Regions from separate parts of the Mus musculus genome. Here region 1 is linked to region 2. A link is a contact called in public HiChIP or PLAC-seq data. All regions are on one chromosome and are shown on one strand. The core of a region is the stretch at or near the end of the contact, and the rest is flanking DNA. Distances in the headings are between cores, read along the strand shown. Region 1 overlaps Eprs (glutamyl-prolyl-tRNA synthetase). Region 2 holds the start of Eprs (glutamyl-prolyl-tRNA synthetase).

Region 1 (6,327 bases), core at 1,242-3,741, 39 kb before region 2:
AGACTGGGAGAAAATAGAAATAGAAGCCCTCATCTCTGCTCATTTAGAATTTAAATATGTGAAGTGCTATTTCTGCAGCAGCCACTAGGTGGAAGCAGTTTAACATGGAGAATGGTGAGACCATCAAAAAGAGAAATCTAGTTTCCTTAGCTATTAAATGCTGAGAACTTCTCAAAACAGCTAAAACGTCATTTTTTTTCCTCTAAAAAACTTCACCTTTTCTCTTTAGCACACATAAGCAAGCAATAACCACACGCATTTATAAGAAACACCTCCCCAGAGCAGAGGCTTCAACTTGGTGGGAAGGAGCTAAAGCCAACCACAACCAGCCATGTTTCCACTGAAAGAGTGGGGAGGGTGAAGCCTGTGGCCTGTGTTTACAAGATATTGAAATTAACAAATTAAAAGGTCACAGGATTTTTTAAAAAAAAATAGTATCTTCTAATTAGAAATCTGTTTATTTGAATTAGTAAACTCTGTAAGAAATATCTCCAAAGAAGTCATGACTCCACCAGTTAGTACAGCAGAGCAGAGCCCAATTAGTTTGCTAAACCCTCTGCTCCTGGGCAGGAGTCAGGCTCTGTGAGTCTCCACTTCAACTTCCTAACTCCACAGCCTGGAATAGACAGAGACAACACAGACTACTGACTGTGGCTAGCAGTGTCCCATTAACATTTCATACTCTGCTAAACTGGGCTGTAGAATCTAAAGTTTAGTGCTTCATAATGCCTTTGCCATTTATGGTTACTGTCTAAATCATCAGAAACTACATAATGAATGAATGTAATTTTTTTTTTAAATTAAAAATAGCTCTCTCTGCCTCTGTTGGACCTGGAAGGCTCAGGCATTGCAGGGCCGTGCAGAATAACAGAGTTCACGGGCCTGTACCTGCCTCTGGAACGCTGACTCCCCTTTGGCCCTTGCTCTTCCATCCCCTGGGCCTTACATCCCACCCCTCCCTAACCCACATCACTGGTGCCAAGGACACACATCCAGGTGGATGAGACCTCACAGGCAAGTTTAGTGGCCAGTTTAAAAACCTGTGCTATCTTCAGGGCCACTTAAAGGATGGGTGAGTCCCATGATTCTGTTCTGTGACTGGCTTTAGTGGCTGATGACATGTCTCAAAACACTTTTGACTAGAGGAACTAAGAATATCTGCCATACAAACAAACAAGACCAAACCCAGAGCCAGACATGGTGGCTCTCTTCAATCCCTGGGCCAGCAGCAACAACACCTGAACAATTATTTGGGCACAATTAAAATACTGTGAGGGTTACTCTTCACTGCCAATTTAACTGCATTTAGAATCACCTAGGAGACACAGCTTTGGATATCTGTAGGGTGTTTGCAGAGAGGATAAACTGAAGGATATGAATGCTGAGATGGGTGCCACCATCCCAGCGGCTGGGGGTCCAGAATAAATGAAGGACAGAATGCCAGGCCAGTGCCTGTGTCTCCTTTCTTTGCTTCAAGCCCATGAAGAAAGTGAATAAATCCCATCAGCAGGTCCGTGAGACACTCTTGCCTGTCCTGATCTATGGCGGACTGCATGCCTGACTTGTGAGTGAGGACAGCCTTTCCCCCATGGACTGCCTGTCAGGTTATTTGGTCAGAGATGAGAAACACAGTAATACAAAAGGCAGGATGTCGCTTTGCATATCCTGGGTTTCCTTTAGCATAAAGAAGAGAGGCCATGGTCCTTGTGTTTTAACAAGACATCTAAAACTTCTAATGCACAAAGAGCAAGAATCTCAGTTCCACAGTCAAGATGAACTCTGTCATCTGTAAAAGGCTTCTCTTACTTCAAGAGGGAGAGGGAGAGGGAGAGGGAGAGGGAGAGAGAGATATGCTGGGGGTCATTCCAAGCTTCATGCCTATTAAACAGTCTCTAAACTGAGTGATACCTCTAGGTGTGATGGCTTATACCTTTAGTCCCATCAGTTTGGAAGCAGAGGTGGATAAATCTCTGCGAGTTCAAGGCCAGCCTATTTATTTAATAAGTTCTAGGACAGCCAGGGTACATACAGAGACCTTATTTAAAAAAAAAAAAAAGTTTTTGAGCTATACTCCAGCCTACAAGGAATATTTTAAATACCCTTATGAACTGCCTTCTCCTTCCGCATTACTCTGGGCTATAAATCCATCTTATAACCACTCAAATGTATCACCCAGGTCACACTCACATCACAATGTCCCTCACCCCTATGAACTGTGAGGGTTTGTTTTTTTTTTAAAAAACACTTAAATGTTTTTCCATTTTAAAAAGATTTTTCTCTTGTTTGTTTGTATGTGTGAGAGTATGTATGTATGTATCTATCTATGGACAGGTATGTATGTATGTATGTATGTATGTATGTATGTATGTATGTATGTATCTATGGACAGGTATGTGCACAAGTACAGCTGCACACTGAGACTGTAACACTGGATCTGCCTGGAGCTGGATAGAAGAAGAGTTGTAAAAGGCTTGACATGGGTTCTGGAAGACAAATTTAGCTCTTCTGCAAAAGCAGTATGCATACTTATGCACTGAGTCATTCTGCAGCCTCAGGCAGTAATAAATGATGATTTCTAGCTCAAAAGTATTTAAACAGGGAGTCTAGAATCTGCTTCATGGGAGAGAAGGGCTTGCTTACGCTGCACGTGTGAATCCAGCACACTGACCTTAGGAGCCTTTTCCGCTTTCAGCTTTCGGACCACCTCCCCTTGGGCAGCGACTTTATTGTATAAAGATGTACTTTCCACAGTGTTTGATGATGACTTTGTAGAAACAGTCTGTACTGCTGCAGCAGAGGGGTTCCCAGGTTTATACTCCTGCCCAGTTTTCTCTTTATATTCAGCTTTCAAAGTCAAAAGCTGCTTCACAGCTGCGTCTATATCTTCCTTTGGCGCTTTCTTGGCTTTCAATTCACGAACCACATCCCCCTGCACCGCCACTCTGCTGTAGAGGACGGAGGAATCCTCAGCTGTAGCACAAGTAGAACTCACAGCAGGTGCTGGTCTTTCTTTAGGAGCAGAGCTTGTCTACCAATGCAGAAAGCCAAAAGTAAATATTAATTCATGTTAAACACCTTCACAAGCTTATATAAAACTTACTACTTCATCATAAATAATTTCAATTCCTTCAAAAGCGCAGATGAATCAGCTCACACCTAAAATGTTTATCCCACAGCAATGGCAGCAGCAGCAAAGGAAGAAGACAGCAGACTGTCTCGCCATCAAAAACCTCGGAGGAGGTAAGAGGATCCACAGGAGCCTGTATCTTTATCTTTAGGAGACCAAAGTATAACACATCCATTCAGTCAAGAACAAATCACCACTACAGCACATGACAGAGAGGCAACATGAAATAATCATGTAATAATCATGTATGCTACTGGAAAGGTTAAGTACATTTAACCCATTTAGGTTGATGAAAAACACAGACCTGCTTTACCATTACCATTCCTTAAACACTGAGCTAAGCCTCAATTTACTCATCAGCAAAGAACTCTGACACACACACACACACACACTCTCTCCATGCATCAAAAAGCCCTAGATCAGATTTCAATTTTGATATTAACAGTTTCTACCGGAGGCAAATATCTCCAAGGATCTATACATCAAAAAGAAACCATTAAGACTGCAGAAATCTCACTACAATATTGATGGTCAACTGTACTTGAATTTGTTTTAGGGTTTGTGGTTTCTAACCATATCCATATATACATTCTTTAAAATTCCTTCTTCCTAGAAGTGAGTCTCTTGCCATGAATCTGGGACGCAGCAGATTTGACTCTGAGATCTTCCAGGCCAACATGAAGACGATGCTGCCCTTCCTCTGCCTACTGAGCACACACTTCTGATTTTTGTTGATTTGCTTCTTTTCTTCCAGACCATCACTTCTGTAGGTCTGAGCTGTTAACACAAGCGGCCTCCATGTTCTGGAGGCTGCATCATGGAGGCCGCATCTATCACAGAGCCACCATCAATTGATACCCAGGTGAATGAATCACTTGAGATGTTCAGCTCAGTTTAGCCTTTGGTGGTCACAGCCGTGGTCTAAATGACAGTAAGTAAGATCGCCCACCATCTAAAGGCAAAGGGACTCTTGCCACTGCTAACTCTAAGTACTTCCTTTCCTTTCTGCTTTTCAGACCTTTAATGACAGGAGAGAGCTCTTCTATACAAGGTAGTTGGGATAGAAAAGTACAAACAACAAGAATCCTGTTAAAAAATAACAGAGTAAAAGAAGAAAGAGAGAAAGGGTGAGAGAGAGAGAGGATGTACTGCAGGGAGGGGGAGCCCCTAAATGCTCTGTGAGTCTAGGCTATCTTAGTTTTTGGTATAACAAAATTACTTTTAAAAAATGTAGGTTAAAAAAATAAAATAAGGGGCTGGTGAGATGGCTCAGTGGGTAAGAGCACCCGACTGCTCTTCCGAAGGTCCGGAGTTCAAATCCCAGCAACCACATGGTGGCTCACAACCATCTGTAACAAGATCCGACGCCCTCTTCTGGAGTGTCTGAAGACAGCTACACTGTACTTACATATAATAAATAAATAAATCTTTAAAAAAAAATAAAATAAAATAAAAAATGTAGGGCTGGAGAGATGGCTCAGCGGTTAAGAGCACTGACTGCTCTTCCAGAGGTCCTGAGTTCAATTCCCAGCAACCATATGGTGGCTCACAACCATCTGTAATAGGATCTGATGGACTCTTCTGGTGTGTGTCTGAAGATAGCTACAGTGTACTCATATAAAAATAAATCTTAAAAAAAAATTCTCCAAAATGTTTTAAAATCTTATAGGAATGGATGATAGAAACAAACAGCAAAACAAAAAACAGCAAAACAAAAAACAGCAAAACAAAAAACAGCAAAACAAAAAACAGCAAAACAGCACTTCTTGTCTTCTTCAATCTCAGAATCTCAAAAGCAAAGACAGCCATGTCTAAAGAGATACACTCCAAACCCTCCGATTCCAAGCTCTCTGTATAAGTCAACATTTACCTCCTTTTTTGAGATTTCCACTTTGGTCTTTTCCTTTGATCCGGATGTTGGCATTTCCTTTGTGTGCCCATCAGGTATGTATATCAGGATGCATGGAGCTTCTCTGCAACTATATGGGCTAAAAAGAAAACAGTCAAAAGTTTATTTGAACAAAATTATCTAAATAGCAATTAAAGGTGAATTACTAGATAAATTCAATGCTACACAGTTAATGCTTTTCAAACCACAGTGCGTTCTTGTGGTAATGCCAGTTAACTAAGAGTGGGTATGATTTATTCAGTTTTGGTCCCTCCTGTACTAATCTAAAAGGGGGTCTGCTGTCTGATCTAAAGAGACTATCTTATCTGAGAGTCTAACCTAACTGGTTCTGAGCAAGCTCCTTCCTCTGCATAGAGAAGGGAGTAACGGGTGCTTCTGGCCCTGCTGATTCACAGCAGCAAAGCCACACCAGCTATCATCAACCTGTACCCACGGGTTACTTCCAGCATTTAGGGGGTCTGGGGGGGCATTGCTCTTAGGAGTTACATCCCACGGAGAAATGGAAGTTGTTTCACTTTAGAAATGAATGACTTATTAGCATCCAGTGTGCACTACTTATTAATTACTCATCTGAAATATTAAACATAGAGCACCAAATTGAACATCAGAAATTTATCAGATACAGTATTTTAGTCAGGCTCAACTTTTGAATTAATCACTGTGAGAATTTCAAACATTTTGTCTGGTTGTTATACTCATTTATCTAACAGGCAGCTGGGTAGAGCGCCTGCTTATGAGACTGCAATCAATCCTCAAGACCATAAAACAAACACAAAAAGGTCCCCAGTGTTTACCTGACAGGTTCGTATGGCTGGTCGCATATGAAGAACCCTCTCCTCTGCAGTTGTATGATGTCTCCTTTTTTCAGATCTTTAAGGCAAGGATCTCCTAGCATTAGCTCTTCATGCTGTGAAATGACACAGAACCAAACGTACTTCTCACTGCAGGACACTAAGGGAACTGTAAACACAGCAGTATTCCAACAGCTGGAATATGCTCACTGAAAACACAAGTTTACTACTCGAGGGCTGGGTAACTGGCTCACTCGGGAAACCCTTTGCCCTGAAAGCACAGAACCCGAGTGGGATCGCCATAACCCACATGAAGATGCTCGCTGTGGGAATGGACACTTGTAATTCAGTGCGGAGGGGGCAGAAACCAGAGGATTCCTGAGCACAGTGTGTATATCAGTGAGCTGGTTTTTGCTTTGCTTTGAGACATCTCACCATGAAGCCAAGGCTAACCTGGATCTAGCGATCTTCCGTCTCGCCTCAGGAATGCTAGGATTACA
Region 2 (6,292 bases), core at 3,667-6,166:
CCACTATGGCTCAAGCAAAATATGAAAATATTCTTACCAGCCTTAGCTATATCCCAGCCCCAATTTTCCCCTTTAACAGTTATCAGGACAGTTATCAGCCTGGCATGGTAGTGCAGACCTGTAATTCTAATACTCAGGATGCTGAGGTAGAAAGATCTCTAGCCTCTACACATGCACAATCATACACACACACACACACACACACACACACACACACACGAGATGAAACATCTTTCTAGGTACACTCCACCTAATTGGCAAGTATAATACACCCAGAAAATTCAGTGCTATGTATTTTTAAATGCTGTTCAGAACGGAAAAGGTGTATATAAATAAGCACTTACTCAGAAACCCGAAGAAGATTCTCTTTCCCTTCTTCCACAGAAATGCTGACATCACCTTTCACATGTTCCACCGCCAGCAGAGCTTCTAAAAATGACAGCACGAAAGATTTATTTCTCTTCAAAAGATAGTATTTATAACCTGAGTCACAGAGCAGTAAGGATGAATCAACAATCCAATGTTAAGTCCTGTTAAGATGTGACAGCCCTCCATGCCCCCGACTCCTGCCCACCATAAAGTCTAATTTGGGTCTTAGAGAAGTAACAAGTCAGAACCTGTTGTAATACAGCTAACTTGCTCGTAACCGTGTCCAGCTTCCAGTTAGTGGCATGAAATTCCTTTCCTCCGCTAGAAGAGGGTAAGAAATTAGAATGGTGGCTTTTATATTTCAATACAACATGTTATGTACTCTGCTGGATGCATGATGGTCACACAACTTTTAATCCTCTAGCAACCTCAAGAGGAAGCTGAGGCTTACAGAGGGTAAACAGCAGGCTCAGTCCCCTTGGCTAATTCAGCAGTCAGCACGTGAATGCAAGTCAAACGGTTCAGATCTCAAATTCTAAAACACGCTGTAACGCTGTCTTCCCGCACCTAACAGTGAGTAAATTCACCCATCCTGTGTGTCCCCCCCCCCTTTTTTTTTTTGGTTAAGATGGAAAACTAGCAGACACATATTCTGCACATAGTATTCTATGTAAATACTATGCTCTACTGGGAATAAGGCCCTATCAAAGAAAGTACAATAATCTTGCACAGCTTATTATAATAGAAAACAAGTGTGCTGATTTGAGTGTTTCTGTCACTATCTAAGTTATGTTGACTATGGTTTGTAGGTCTGTCCCCTGTTAAACTGTATGTTGAGATTTAGTTACCCTGGTCACAGTCTAAGAAAGGGTCCTATAGAGTCAAGCGTGATGCCTGTATTCCCAGCACCCTGGAAGCTGGGGCAGGAACATCAGGAATTCAAGGGAAGCCTGGAATGCTTGAGGCCCTAGGCTCAATAACGATGGAAGGGTGAAGGGGAGCTGAACCTTCAGGAAAGAACTGATACAGTGAGGGGGAGGGGCTGTTCTGTCTTCCCCTTCCTCAAGCATCTATGACACAGCAAGACTACCACTACAACTGGCTTGTTGATCTTAAGACTTTTCAGCCTCCAGAGCTGTGAGCCAGAAAACTTCTGTCCATTACAAATCACCCTGTCTGTGGTACTGTCTTAAAGCAGCACAAACCAGACTAAGACAACAATGGATTTCTCAAAGGTAACATGTTTTTAAAAAGCAGACAAAAATTTGGAGGGACAAACTAGGACAATCCAAGTAAATGAGATACATTTTGGCATATCCAAAATGGGAGCCCTGTCTCGCATATAAAAAGAACGAACTATTGTTATAGGCAACAAGATGTATCACAAAGCACTATCTTGTGTATATAAAGACATATATGGTATGAATCAATGTACACAAAATCCTAAAAGCAAAAACAAAACAACAAAAATCAGGTAACTGGCTACCAGATGCCAGGGACAGAGAGAGAATTTTCTGTAATGGGAATATTTGGCATTATTGTTATGGAGGTTTATATATCACATATGTCCATACATATTTGCCATTGGATATTAAAGCATACAATTACCATTGGTGAACTTAGATATATGCAAATTCCAAGTCAACTAATTCTCAAAATTAGTTTTAAATAGGAAATGAAGTATTTCACATACATTTTGTTATGAATGTAACATGAGAAAATTGCTGATACACATGAAAGGAAATGTCAAATTGCAAAGTCACACTCTTTAATAACCCAGATAGGCAGGATACAACAATGGAAGCCGAAACCAATGAAGAGAGAAATGTTTGCACGGCCCCAAGTTCTTTCAGTTAAAATGCCTTTGGTTGTCCTCAACATGCACACAGCAGATGTGCAGCTTGGTCTCCATATGGATCTCCTAACAACTGGAGCAGGGCTGTCTCTGACTCTATTGCCTCCTTTTACCCTAGCGTGGAGTCTTGTCTGGCCTCAGTGGCCTAGATCCACAGGGGGCTTTCCATTCTCTGAAAAGGGAAGAGAGGACTGGGGAAGGCAGTGTAAGGGTGGGACTAGAAGGAGAGGAGGGAGGGGGACTTCGATTGGACTGTAAAGTGAACAAATAAATAAATCAATGAAAAAATAAACTAAAAATGCCTTTGGTTGAAAGAGAAAGCTTTACATCCGGGGTAGTGGCAGGTGGACAGCACAATGACAGGCAGGTGGCACTTCAATAAGTGTTCAAGACCAGAACGGACAAATCAAATTCACACACCGACTGCTGGGCTGGCAATGTACAGCAGGAATGATTCCACCATCCCTGCCCAGGACGGACAGCTTGACGCCAACCACTGGGAAACATTTAACAACCCAATTAAGGGATACATAAGTAAGAGGTTTGGCATCTTCAGGAGACAACGCTATTAAAACCAAGCTAATAAATCATTCCACATTGAAAGAAGACGTGAAAAAGGACAGTAAAGGGCAAATAAAGCATGGTCCTCCTAGATCCTGGCAACTACTTAGAACAATCAGCCCCAGAACAACAAAGACGACTGAGCATTAGGCAGAATTCTATCAGCCTATACTTCCTGGATGAAGTCAGGGAGAGATTCCTTGCCTGTAGGAGACACCGAAGAAGTATTCTGGAGGCAGAAGCATCAAATAAGCTCTGTGTTCTTAAGTAGGATGGGGAAAGTTCTATGTGTGAGTTTGAAAGTGTTTTAGCACACACACACTCTCACAAAATGACATGTTAAAGCCATAAAATCCTCACAATGTGATGGGTTTTTTCTAAATATTTAATCCAATTTTATTACTTAAAAGAGAATATATATCTGATCTATAGGCAATAAAAAATTAAAATAAGAGAAAGAGGTGCAAGCAGAAAAATAATATACATTCTCTAACTGGCTTAGAGTTCAAAATGCAAACCAAATTTAAGAGTGTTTTCCAGAATACCAGCAGAATTTGATTCTGAGTTTTAAGGATACAGACTTCATGGTCCCCTGCAGTGATTTTTCAAGGCAGTTTTTACAAACACAAAAAACCTCACACACACACCCCACCCCTCCGGGGGGGGGGGGGGGGAACAAAAACAAAAAAAAACCAAACCTATAGTTTAGCTATGCACTGAACAGCTAAAATGTGAAAAAACTCTTCCTGTAGTCTCACTAAATTCTGGCAACCAGCGCTGGAAAGGTTTCCTTCTTCCTTACAGAACAAATCAAGGAATCTCAACTGCACTCCGCAGCGGGCAGAACTCAGGCCTCCAGGATTAGCCACGAGGTCAGCATCATCTACCTAGTGCCGTTTCAAACCAAGAATCACATCTACTTCTTTCAGGGCTCATGGATTTGTTGTGAGGTTAGCATACAGAGACTGGAACTAACATGCTAAAATGTTATCATTTTAGAACATTTCAAGCGATTGCTACAGTCTATTTTTAGGGCTGGTGAGTGTGGCTCAACAGTCAAGTGCTTGCCTACAATGCAAAGCTCCCTGAGCTGTTTCCCAGCGCATTAATACATAAATAAATGTCTTTTCACTCCAATAGGCGCAGACTGCTGTCAAAGTTGAGGTTGCAAGAAATTTCATCAGCCCCACATGGCCAATTGTATTCAAGGGGCTGACTTTTTGAGTATTAGAAAAAGTACTTCCAAGTCTACATGATAAAATTTTTGGGTTGTTTCCCAAAGTAATGAAAAGACAGAAATTTTAAACTAGCTAGCAATAGCGTTAGCCACTTTGAAAAATCAATTTCGAATGGAACGTAGGATGACGTTTACTCGAGCCTGGACTACGTCCACGGGGTGTGTAGTAAAACAGCCAGTAGCATTAGTCCGCAGCGTTCCTACGGCTTTCCGTAATTACAGCCTTCGACCACAAGCCAACGCAGCCTCAGTAAAAATTCCAAGTGCTGACAGAAAAGTCTACCTTGCTCCCTTTAACTCGACAACCGAAGGGAAAGTGGGGCAAGTGAATTCAGATCTCCTGAGAGGTGGGGAAGGGGCGGGAGGTTCCTAGATCGCATTAAAAGGACGGGCCGGACAGACAGTTGGGGTTTTAATTCCACTTCAAAAGCCACTTGGGACCCTGGCAGAGTCGCAGCCATAGTCTCGTGTCTCCCCGCGGGGCTCTGGTCCTGTCCCCCCACTCCCGGGACAGCGGGCCTCGGGAGACGGCGCCCCGAGCGGACAGAGGCCGGGGCCACGCGGGGCTGGGTTCCCCGCAGAGCAGAACAGGCCCGTCCGTCCCGGGGCGGGAGGCTCGTTCGGCGTGACCGCCGCGGCACCAGCCCCGCACCCACGCGCTGATGCAACCCGCGCGGGTCGGCGGCGCCCTTACCCAGCGGAGGGTTTCCGGCGTTCACCGTGAGGCACAGCGCCGCCATCTCCCAGGAGCTGCGGTCTACTCGTCGGGCTGCCTTCCTGGCGGCGAGGGTTCAGGTGGAAGCAAGGAGATGCAACGTGTGCGCGCGACCGAAGGCACCGCAGCCCTGACTCCTCCCCACGGGCCGCCACCGCCGGAGTCGGTGCGCACGCTACGACACGTCATAAATATGCGCCCGCCAAGGCAGCCTTCGCTCCGCCCCACTCCACGCGCCACGACTGCAGAGAGGTCAAGGCAGGCTACTCTGTGCGTCATCGCTGCGCGCCCACGACATTTCAGCCTCTCTCCCGTCCCCGGCCCGCGGATACTGACGTCTGGCGAACGCTATTGAACGTAATCGCCGTGCGTCGCCTCCACCTTAACCGCACGCTCCAGTTGCCTCTTGGCAGCAGGACTGGGCACCCGTGAGGTGCCACTCCGTTGTGGAAAAGGAACAGCCGTTAAGACCCATCGGAAAGTGAGGGAAGCAGGCGGACGATAGACTAGTCCATTCTGGGGCAGTGGCACATCCATGCACAAAGTCGACGAGCTACACTGGGTATAAGGGAGCTTCCCTTCAGTCTTCTCTAAAAGGAAATATTTTCAGGATTGTTTGGTGTGGTGCACGTCCCAGCATCTAGGAGGCAAGCTAGAAATACAGAAAACTATGGGGACAAAGAGAAAAAGGACCTGCTTGCTGGGCCTCCTGGCCCTGAGAATCAAGATTTCCAGATGTTACTATCTGTAGTGAAGCCTGCCAATATTGACAATGTTTGGGGGTTTTGTTTGTCTGTTTTAGAGAGAAGCATCTTCAAATGAGAGGGTTAATAATAATTCAGGCTATACAGAGAAACCCTGTCTCAAAAAACCAATAATAATAATTCAGGCTGGAGGCCTACGCGTATGTGAGCTTAAGGATGGTCTGCGAACCTCACAACAGTTAACTTGTGTTCACAGTGGAAACAAAAGAACAATTCAGGAACAGCCCATGACCAAATTCCTTAATAACCTTTAAAAATAATAACTTCAGTGTTCTTGCTAAGACCATGAAGTGTGACTGTGGTATGCGTCCTCTTTGGAGCACCTGTCAACTCCCATGCTTTAAAAAAAAAAAAAATCACATAGTAAACTCCAACTTTGAATCATAGTGGCTGCCTCTGAGGAGGTCTTCATGATAGACTTGTCTTGTCATTTCTGGAATCCAAGGTAATTAGAGAAGAGTATGACTGGGGGTAGGGGATTGAGTCAGAGAAGAAACAAAATGGCATTAAGTGCACTGGCTGGTGCCTTCTTTCATTCCTTTGTAATAGAAGTACCTTGCCGGCTGCAAAATGGCTGTGTATAAATGCTGGTTCAGAGGCAGGGACCCAAAGAAATAGCTACCCTATAGTTACATGAAAACATTGGCACATTCCTGAGGCTATTGGAAGGTAAGGGTAAATATGTACTGCTTCTGAAATCTCGCCTGCACCTTGAACTTGAACTTTTGGAAAATGCCCTGGGCAAACACATGCATCACAGAGAATTTGGATTAGAAACCCCCCTGAAAGAT

The links. HiChIP or PLAC-seq counts read pairs in DNA pulled down with a chosen protein or histone mark.
Region 1: a contact with region 2 is called in an H3K27ac HiChIP or PLAC-seq map of trophoblast stem cells, with 15 read pairs. The contact joins the enhancer-like site here to the promoter of Eprs in region 2. A contact is called at or near these places in 14 of 39 promoter capture datasets (the 3T3-L1 cell line, the C10 cell line, HPC-7-derived erythroid cells and 7 more), 1 of 15 datasets of contacts at CTCF or cohesin (the NIH/3T3 cell line), 117 of 484 Hi-C or Micro-C datasets (the 63-12 cell line, B cells, the C10 cell line and 56 more), 21 of 115 datasets of contacts at active chromatin or transcription factors (CD8 T cells, the HPC-7 cell line, the NIH/3T3 cell line and 9 more) and 4 of 9 other capture datasets (adipose tissue, embryonic stem cells, liver and 1 more).

Annotation. Positions count from the first base shown.
Region 1 is chr1:185,398,010-185,404,336 of GRCm38.p6, reverse strand. Eprs (glutamyl-prolyl-tRNA synthetase) reads right to left here. Exons shown (of 32, transcript NM_029735.2): 16 at 5,831-5,943; 17 at 4,998-5,115; 18 at 2,669-3,028. Among named protein-coding and RNA genes, the nearest start is that of Eprs, 38 kb to the right of the region's middle. Within about 2 kb of position 2,491, at least 18 of the 459 cell types and tissues checked have an H3K27ac peak or open chromatin away from gene starts, as enhancers often do. A contact at or near this core is called in trophoblast stem cells, where this site is marked.
Region 2 is chr1:185,361,668-185,367,959 of GRCm38.p6, reverse strand. It overlaps Eprs (glutamyl-prolyl-tRNA synthetase), which reads right to left and starts at 4,916. Exons shown (of 32, transcript NM_029735.2): 1 at 4,717-4,916; 2 at 345-429. The coding sequence starts at 4,762.